Linked DNA regions of Danio rerio: region 1 is linked to region 2. A link is a contact called in public Micro-C data. All regions are on one chromosome and are shown on one strand. Each heading gives the region's core, a stretch centred on a gene start, on an enhancer-like site or on the middle of the called end of the contact. The rest is flanking DNA. Distances are from core to core; before and after follow the strand shown.

What was found. A called contact is a pair of places that touch in the nucleus more often than the background predicts.
Region 1: a Micro-C map of caudal fin shows a contact between it and region 2, with 1.9 times the contacts expected there. The contact joins the enhancer-like site here to the promoter of palm2akap2 in region 2. A contact is called at or near these places in 2 of 18 Hi-C or Micro-C datasets (caudal fin and embryo).

Annotation. Positions count from the first base shown.
Region 1 is chr10:5,257,665-5,262,756 of GRCz12tu, forward strand. The region is part of intron 3 of palm2akap2 (PALM2 and AKAP2 fusion); the gene reads left to right. It also overlaps a transcript of lyrm7 not described here and a transcript of plppr1 not described here. Among named protein-coding and RNA genes, the nearest start is that of palm2akap2, 68 kb to the left of the region's middle. Within about 2 kb of position 2,442, at least 6 of the 62 cell types and tissues checked have an H3K27ac peak or open chromatin away from gene starts, as enhancers often do.
Region 2 is chr10:5,188,957-5,194,565 of GRCz12tu, forward strand. palm2akap2 (PALM2 and AKAP2 fusion) reads left to right here and starts at 2,959. Exons shown (of 12, transcript NM_001370836.1): 1 at 2,959-3,128. The coding sequence starts at 3,084. It also overlaps a transcript of lyrm7 not described here and a transcript of plppr1 not described here.

The DNA of each region.
Region 1 (5,092 bases), core at 1,192-3,691, 68 kb after region 2:
AACAGGCGGCTGTTCAGCACATTGTGTGTCTGCGTGCGTCTGTGGGCGGCAGGTGATGTTTTGTGGGCTGCTGGGTGAGGATAGACTCACACAGAAATCTCTCTGTCAGGACAGGCAGAGGAATGAAGGAACAGAACCACCTCTGTGGCCCAGGTATCAACCCTCCAAATGAAATGGCCCCTCAAAATGTTCTGACAAAGACGAACAAAGTTTAACTCATCACCACAGGCTCGTTGGAAATACATGCTTCAGCTTACATTTTTGTGAAAATGCAAAACCTCATGTAAAAATACTATAGGTGGGCATAGATTATTTATGTTTAAGTCTAGATTAATCTCACTGTAATCTTGGAATTAATCTAGATTAAATTAGCTCAATTGAATTCTGCCAAATTGTATGTGTGCTACCCAAACAATGACTAAAAGTAAGGGCTCTCTTTTGACGCGGAGCGCAAAACGCAGGGCGCAAACGCTTTCAGGGTGTGTCAGAACGCATTTTTGCTAATTTAAGGACAGGAAAATCCGCTTTGCGCCATGGCGCATGGTCTAAAAGGGTTGAGTTTATTTTCTTAATGAGTTATAGGTGTGTTATGAGAATAAACCAATTAGAGTCTCATCTCCCATTCCCTTTAAGAGCCAGCTGCGTCGCGCCATAAGCGCATTGCTATTAACATAACGTAAAGTAAGTTCACTTTCGCTTTTGCTCTCGTGAATAGGGAAACCTTACCGCACAGACATCAATTAGCCTATAAATAATTAATTTCGTTTGTTGAGTGCAAAGATTTGTTTCGAAACTATTTCTGAATTTAGTTCTAATTTCCAGCAAACGAATAAACGAACAATAATAACAAAGTGTGGTCAAAATACTAAGTTATATCCAAATTCACCTGCCATGCCCCATATGGTCTAAAATTTGACAGGTGGACAAATCTAAGCTTGTTTTTAATGAAACAAATATAAATATGGATATAATAAATAATACTGCTAATAATAATTACATTATACAAAAGCAAATTGAATGAACTGAAAAAGCCTCCCGAGATGAAGAAAGTAAGGCAGTGGTTTTTAAATTCATGTAGGCTAGAAATTAATATGTTTTGTAATATTTGAATAATTTATATTCATATCCTATATATGTGTATATATATCCTTATTATATATATATCCTTAATATATTATATCTTTTTCAAATGTAAAGATATTTGCGTATTGCTCTACATCTTGTGTGTAGTGTGTGAGCCAGGCGCACTTTGCACCAGACAATAGATCGACTTTGTTCTGGTCTAAAGAACAGACTATTTACAGTTTCTCAAAATAGCAACGCGCCAAAACACCCCTGCTTTTTTAGACCAGTACGCCTATGGGCGTTCATATGAGCGCAAATGCATTAGCTATTTAAACAGTGGCGCAACACCTCAAAATGACCCTTGCGTCGAGCTGAAAGTAGCAAAAGACTATTGCGCCGCGCCTTGCACCACATTGCGCCGGGTGTATGATAGGGCCCAAAGTCTTTAAGAATGGGTTTCTCAAGCCAGGTGGCGCATTAGACGAGGGGCTTATCTCCCGTTTTCAAAATGCATCACAAACTGCTTAAAGAACTGTTCTACTATGATAATTGGTGATGAAAACAAATGATGTTGAATAAGATGTACTTGTGTTCACTAATTGTTTATTCAGTTAAACATGAATTTTAGACCTATATAGGCTCCAAACAGCAGTTTTTGATCACCTTAATCTGCCTAAAGTCACACCTGAACGAAACAGAAATGGAAAAACAAATAAGACTTTTTAAGAAAAAATATTATCAGACATACTGTGAACATTTCCTTGCTCTGTTAAACGCCATTTGAGAAATATTTAAGAACGAAAAAAAATCAAAGGGGGGCTAATAATTCTGACTTCAACTGTATATCAAAATGCATTTTTGTTCAAAATGACGACTTTGAAAAATATATATAATGGACCAGAGGCTCCAATGCATATTGTTTCTTTAAAAAGTAGCATCAACATCCACTGGCTTGTCGTGCAGAATACAGCCTTCACAGATCTTAGTGGACTGGGACATTTCCACACAGTCGTTCTCATGTAAACAAGCCTTCAAGAAGGACTGCCAGCAGATGAAACCGCAATACTGTCGGTCTGCTATCAGAAGAGTCTAATATTGTCTTAAACAAATGAGTCAGCCTAACCTTTACCTATATCACCTTATAACATTAAAATGCAAAACAAGTTATGCCTGCTTTGAAAAAAGAAAACTAGGTGGATATTTTAATTTAGTTTGCTTGTAATTTTTTTTTTACAATATTTTTTGTATTTTGCTGATGGTTTTAACCTTTGCCTCAGCATTACATCTCTCCTAAAAACGTATCATTACAGAAGACATGCCTAAAGTAAAGCTGTAACTACTAGTCCTTCCCGGAAAAATGTGCCGTTGACATGATGCTAACTCAGTCATGACGCTCCCTCCAGACACGTCTACACACACTGTTTATACAACTGTGTGATATGAGCTCCTAATATGGTGAAAAGAAAGTGTTAGGTCTCCTCTGTTGCACGGGAGAAAGGAGACAGAAAAATAAACATTACATCAGGGCTAGAGATAAGACTGACTGATGTGACTGCGCTTAGACCTCTTAATGTACAGTATATGAGCTACTGAAATGCTTCCCCTGCTTTGACTGAGTCAGTCAGCGTGGAGTATATAGCATTAAAAAAAAACTTATGGCAGCTACATAAAGTGCGGTTTTTAGCCTTCACTCTTTTAGTTCTAATTTAATTTGTTCATGATTTAGAGTTTTTGTTGTTTTCTGCTTTTTATTTGTATGTCTATATTTGTTTTAGTGTTTATTCTAGTATTTAAACATTACATTACATTTACAGTGCCACATTCATTTTATGATCAGATGTGCTTTAACATTAGGCACATTCAAATCAAGACTGAAAACACATCTGTTGAGCTGTCTGACAGATCGCACTATTGTGTCTTTCTTTTCTTTTTCATTCTTTTATAACCTGTTTTAACACATTTTAATCTGCTTTAATCTGTTTTTAATAACTTTTATTATTTGTTTTTATGTTTTTATACTTGTCTTTTTTATTCCTGTTTATGTAAAGCACTTTGAATTGCCACTGTGTTTGAAATGTGCTATAGAAATAAACTTGCCTTGCCTTGCCTTCATATTGAAAAGTCATTTAACAATAATTTAAAATTATAATTTAAATTAATAATAAATAATTCATAATACATATAAAAATGTTTATTTTCAATAAATGTTGCTAAAAATGCAATACATATTTTTCATCACATGGTTGTGCCAGCTATGTAGCATTTCTTAGATTATTATTTGATTTGTTTGATCATTCATTCATGTTTTCTTTTTTTTTTTTTTTTTTTGAAGAAGAAGAAGAAGCATTTTATTATTATTTTTAATTTTATTATTATTATTATTATTATTATTATTATTATTGATATTATTCATTAATTCATTTTCTTTCTTTAGTCCCTTTATTAATCAGGGGTCGTCACAGCGGAATGAACCACCATTATTAATATTATTATTATTATTATTATTATTCAATAATTCATTTTTATTCTTTAGTCCCTTTATTATTCATGGGTCACCACAGCGGAATGAACCGCCATTATTATTATTATTTCAATATGCTTTTTAATTTTTTTATGATTATTATTATTTTTTTAATAATTTTTTCCATACACTTTTTCGGCACAAAATTATAATTTATTTGTTTTTTAATTATTATTATTCCATACACTTTCTCTGTGCGTAACTATTATAATAATTATTATTATAATAATTATTGTTGTTGTTTTTATTGCTAAAATTAATATTATTATTATTTTAATTATTATTTTAGAATTTTATTTTTTATTCCATACACTTTTTCGACACGTAATTATTATTGTTGTTATTATTATTATTATTACTATTATTATTGTTCTTGTTGTTGTTGCTAAAAATATTATTATTATTATCATCATCATCATCATCATCATCATCATCATTATTATTATTATTATTGATGTAGGTGTTATTGCTAAAAATATAATTTTTTATTGTTGTTGTTGTTGTTGTTATTGCTAAAATTATTATAGTTATTTTTTTATTCCATGCACTTGTTCAGCATTATTATTATTATTATTATTATTATTATTATTATTATTATTATTATTATTATTATTATTATTATTATTATTATTATCATTATTGTTGTTGTTTTTGTGTTTGTTGTTGTTGCTACTATAATAATAATAATAAATATTATTATTATTATTATTATTATTATTATTATTATTTTATCATTATTATTATTATTATTTATTATTATTATTTTTTTTAATATTATTATTAAGTAAAAGAATCAGAAAATAAATTACATTTTAAAAACATACAAATAAACCTTCATCCAAACTGTTGCCAAAAACAATAGTATGCAACTAATTCTAAAATAACAGTCATGGAAACAGGAGAAAGTGACGCTTTAGGAACTTTAGGAGCTTTAGGAAGCGTGAGCTGTAATGCCGGAAGGGTGTGAGACCTAAATGAGCTCATCTAGACACAGCAGAGATGCACTGCTGACCTCAGACTGGGCTCTGGAAACAAATGAAAGGGCAGCAAAATGTCTGCTTTTTAGAGGCCTCACATGGTCACCACCTGTCCTGTAAAAGACAGGCCGCTGTAACAAAATCTCAGACCAACAGCTTTCAGTAATGCAAACAACACTACCTTTTAATTAAAAACAATAATTAATAAGTCATGAAAACATTCATTACATTTTTAAAAATAGCTTAAAGGTGCAGTGTGTAAGTTGTTGAGCTCTAAAGAGTAAAAAAATAACATAAAATGTTTGCAAATACTTCAGAAATATGCTAACTGAACACTTCTTCATTTGAAAAACAGTGCTGGAATCAGTTATTCTTGTTTTGCAAAATGTCTGTCTTTGCTGTGGTATAACCCATCCACTGACAGCTTACACAATTATATTTTGGCACCCCGGGTTGCCTTGGTGGAAAAACTGTGTATTTCATTTAATTCAAGGAGGCTGCCTTAGCGTGTGCAGCATTTGGAAGACAG
Region 2 (5,609 bases), core at 1,709-4,208:
GTGCAGACTTTTGGAGGCTGTGTTGCAAAAGACAAAAAAAAGCCACACTTACAGAGACAGTAGACATGTTTAGAGTCAGCAACTTCTGCAGATGGTTAAATGATCAGGTTTTGTCATGTTCTGTAAGTGATGGAATAGACAATGCTAGCATGGTTATTGTGTTTTACCATGATCTTTATAATATATTGCTAGAGTATTACTAGCATGATAGCATTGCTAGCATGCTTACTATATGTTTTAGCACATTGAAAACATATTTTAGTCTTTTTTTCATAATTTGGATGGATGCTAATATGTTTACCATATTGCTCCACTGTTAGATAGATATATAGACAGACGGACAGACGGACAGACGGACAGATAGATAGATAGATAGATAGATAGATAGATAGATAGATAGATAGATAGATAGATAGATAGATAGATAGATAGATAGATAGATAGATAGATAGATAGATAGATAGATAGATATGCATGTTTTACAACATTGCTAGAATGTTTTAAGACTGCGTAAATGTCTTAGCATATTGCTAAAAATTGGCTAGCATATTCATGAGCATTGATAGCACTAGCACATTTTTAGCATGTACTTGACATTGAACAAGCTGATGTTTGATGTTTATCACGCTGCTAGCAACTTTACAGTATAGCATGCTGTCACATGCTGCTAACAACTTTACCATATTGCTTCCATGTTCACTTAATAGGTAGATATGAATAATTTCATAGTTGTCTTGCTAGCATGCTGTTTTGTTGTTAGCATGTTTTAGAACATTGTTGGCATGAGGAGTTCATTATCGTGTTTTGGCATGTTTATTAGCGTTTAATGTTGTAACTCATTAGCATGTTTTTTTTTTGTTTTTTTTTTGCAAATCAGGATTATGGCAGCATGTTTAGCCATGTTTAGCTTACATATTTTCAACCTGTCTATATGACCTTGATATGACGATATCCTGATATATGACCTAAGAGTGTTTACAAAATTTATGTAAAAAAATGTACACTTTCATATAGGAAAAATAATGACTAATGGCCATATATGAAATCCACACTGCATTTTAACGAACCTACATTTTGATAAGCTGCACTGTTCATAAATAAGCTCATGAAGACACATACAAGACAGTACTTTCATAGGTGATTCATTTAAAATTTTACAACCGACTGACCGTCAGACAGCCAGAATAAACCATTTTATCATGTCGCCAACTTGTTTAGAAACATTGCTATCACGTTTTCGAGTATTCATGGCATGTGTTGGCACATTTTAAGTATTTAACCAGCATGTTTATTGTGTTTTACCATGATCGTTATAGTATGTTGCTAGCATATTACTACTATGATTATTGTATGCTTTAGCACATTGAAAACGTATTTTAGTCTTTTTTTCTCTGGATGGATGCTAATATGTTTACCATATGGCTCCAATGTTTGATAGATGGATGGATGGATGGATGGATGGATGGATGGATGGATGGATGGATAGACGGATGGACGGACGGACGGACAGACAGTCAGATAGATAGATTTGCATGATTGACAACATTGCTAGAATGTTTTAAGACTGCATAAATGTCTTAGCATATTGCTAACAATGATTAGCATGTTCATGAGCATTGAGCATCAGAAAGGTTTAACAACATTGTTAAAATGTTTTAAGACTGCGTAAATGTCTTAGCATATTGCTAACAATGACTAGCATGTTCATGAGCATTGATGGCATTAACACATTCACTCAGAAATGTGTCATGTAACTAGCATGTTTTATTATGTTGCTAGCAGTTTTATTGTGTTTTGCCATGATTGTTCCCTGCTGAAAAATCCAGCTTAAACCAGCCTAGGCTGGTTGGCTGGTTTTAGCTGGTCAACCAGGCTGGTTTTAGGGGGTTTTTGGCCACTTCCAGGCTGGTTTCAGCTATTTCCAGCCTGGTCTTAGCTGGTCAGGCTGGGAGATGACCAGCTATAACCAGCTTGACCAGCCTAGCCAAGCTGGGAGTCCAGCCAAAACCAGCTATGTCCAGCTTAAACCAGGCTGGTCAAGCTGGTTTTAGCTGGATTTGGCTGTTTATTTTCCAGCCTGACCAGCTAAGACCAGGCTGGAAATGGCTGGAAACCAGCCTGGAAATGGCCAAAACCCCTCTTAAACCAGGCTGGTCAACCAGCTAAAACCAGCCAACCAGCCTAGGCTGGTTTAAGTTGGATTTTTCAGCAGGGTTATAGTATGTTGCTAGCTTATTTCTAGCATGTTAGCATTGCTAGCATGATTATTGTATGATTTAGCACATGGAAAACATATTATAGTCTTTTTTCATCATTTGGAAATATGCTAATATGTTTACCGTATTGCTCCAATGTTTGATGGATGAATGGATGGATGTATGGATGAATAGATAGATAGATGATAGAACGAAAGAAAGAATGAAAGAAAGAGAGAAAGAAAGAAAGAAAGAAAGAAAGAAAGAAAGAAAGAAAGAAAGAAAGAAAGAAAGAAAGAAAGAAAATGTTCTTTCGATAGAATTTGTGTGAGCTATTCCCAACTTCAGATATTATTAAACCCTAGCACCAAATTGGCAGATGTGTGATTTTGATTTGGAGCAGATTTCCTCTAAGCTTGCAGCCGCTCTTGTCCCCAGTGTACGACACACCTTTGTTTTCCATCCCCAGCAGGCGCGCACACACATACTGTACACACACATACACAGAAAGAGAAAGAGAGAGAGTCACAGTTAGGTGTGACAGTTTTGTCCTGCCCTCAGTAACATCTCTCTTCCTCCTGGCCTCTAGCTCTCCTCTGAACACAGGGGGCGGTTCAAGACTCTGTCGTCTGTCCATAACCCGGCCAGTGACGAAGAGGGAGGGATGTAGGTGGAGAGAGAAAAAGAGAGAGAGAGTCTGGCAAACACATGGCCAGTGAATGAGAAGATCTTGCTCTCAGTACACTGTGTCTTTCACTGGCTGGCTTACTTCAGAGGACCAGGGCATAGTGTGTGTGATAACTAGCTCACCTACTGCCCAACACACGCAACCACACTTGGGATTACCAATCTCACGGTTACTGAGAATTCTGCCTTTGTTTTTCCAGGATGGCTGAAGCTGAACTTCACAAGGAAAGGCTCCAAGCCCTTGCGGTAAGTTGGTTTGTTCTTACTTTCATTCCAGAATTGAATTTGCTTTATAGTGCTAACATAGACTGTTATTAGGAGAACTAGAATTACATATATTAAAATCCATCCCGAAATTCATGCATTTTAAAGAAGCTTGTTGGATTTATTGGGCTATTTTAAAAGTTTATTTGTTGTAAATGTGTTCTCATTAGTGTTGACGAATCACCCAACATGAACCAGAGGTCAAGAATCTGAAATGTGGCTAAAAGCAACACTAAATTTGGCGCAAGGTCAACACCTCTGCATAGACCAGCAGTGAGCAACAGATGGAAAACTATTCTGGCTACATTGCTTACATCTCTGTGATTCCGCAGAATACACATTGCAAAAATAGTCTGTAAGGACCAGCATCTGTTGGTATACACTAAGGACCACCCTAGTAAACAGTTTCGGGTCATGAACATTTTTTGAAGGCAATATAAGTGATGCATGTCCATGCAATACCCGTTTCCACAATGCTAGGCTCTACTGTTTGACTGCCAGAGTGTTTATATGTGGTTTTGAGGGCGTTCATTCAGACAAAGTTTCTAGATGCGGCTCAAGTTCTTTCTTCTTAATTTTAACTACAACCTAAAGTTCAAGAATTTTGATGTTGGCTTGAGAAAGCCAACGTGACTGCGCTAGGACTGGCAACGGCAGTTGGCAGGAAGCATAGCAGTGCTAGGCAGTTGCTAAAATGTTTATAGCATTGCTAGATGGTTGCTAAGCAGTTGCTAAATGACAACGCTCGTGTACATGTTCAATCAAATGCTAACACTTAATAGGTATTTCTAGCACATGCTATTATGCTTACATGCATAGTCCCATTTGCTAGCATGAGTCAAACGAGCCAATACTCAGGTCCCTATGATGTTCTTATGTAGAGATATTGCTGTTTTTTAATTGGTTGCTAGGTTAGCCTGTTTTATTGCTATGGGGGCAATTGACAACTTAGATACATCAAAGCTTCTTGTCAATATGAGTGATATAAGGGTGCTTTCACACCTAGACATTTGTTTCGGAACTTGTCTCATTTGCCCAGTTAGCGAGGTTTGTTTGGCATATATGAATCCAGCAATCGCGCTTGGATCCGCGCCCAAACAATCGCTCCAAAATCGCTTGAATGAGGTGGTCTCGGCTCGATTTGAAACGAACTCTGGAGCGGATCGATTGTAGTGAGAACGCAATACGGTCCAAGCCCGTTATATCACAGTGTATTATGGATATGTAATAGGCATACGGCTATATCAGAGGTGGCCAACCCAGTTCCTGAAGAGCCAACTTCCTGCAGATTTCAGTTTTAACCCATATCAAACACACCTGAATGTAATTATCACGTGGTGTTCAGGTCCTATTTAATTGGTTCAGGTGAACTGGAATCTGCAGGAAGGTGGCTCTCCAGGAACAGGGTTGGCCACCCCTGGGCTATATGAAGAGAGAATTATGAGTAGGCCGGGAGGTCAGTCCAGACATCCCAAGTCTCCCGGAAGTTTCGTTAGTCTCCTGCAAATGCACAGAGACTCCCGGATGCCCGCAAACGAGTTATAATTTCCCGGAAATCGCACATCTACCTTCAGGGTCCTCAAATACGTTGCGCACCCTTCTCATCCCTCCTCACTGCATCCATCCTCGCTCTTTAGACACGTCGCGCAGCCTGTCAAACACCACCAAACCACTACCATCCCCCTGACAGCTGAGAGGGACTCACGGCAAAATAAACCGTGAAACTCTAACCAATGTGAGGAGAGTTTACTCGCACGTGACTTGTTTTAGCTCTTTTGGTCCGTTTAGAAAATTTGCCGTGTGAAAGCGAACGGTACCAAGAGCAAAGAGCAACAATGTAACAATTTTAATCCCTGTTTCGGAAGAAATGAATCAATTCACATGTGTGAAAGTCCTAAATCAACCCCGATGTCTCTATGACAGTCAAAAACTGGACTTGGACTGTATGTAAAAATGGCTTGCCATATTTGGTTGAAAATATAATGCTCAAAGGGTCACAAAACACATGTTTTGAGATGTTGACAGCCGTAGATGTGTCCCATGCTGCTATAAACACTATTGGGACACATATATTTCACAAAAAAAAGTCAAAAGTTGTTGTTTTTGCGTTATTTCGAGCAAATTCGTTTTTCCGATTTGAAACGAATTTTCGAAGCTGCGTCACGGAGGTTAGATCCTTGTGTGTATTCCAGCGTGGATATCTGTATCAGTGAGTACATTGTGTCGTCTCTGAGTGTGCAGCATTAATTCATGAGAAAGACTTGGTTCAAACCAATTAGCGCGCTCTATTGTGTATGAGGTGCAACTTCATTAATATGCATGATAGCTTCCAAGACTGTTTTACATGTTACAATGTTCAGACAGCAGAGAGACGCCACGTTGTGTTGCCTAAACAAGTGGAAGAATTGTTGGGAGACATGGGTCGTCAGCGTTTTGCTTAAAAATGTGCTGCAATTAAGGTTT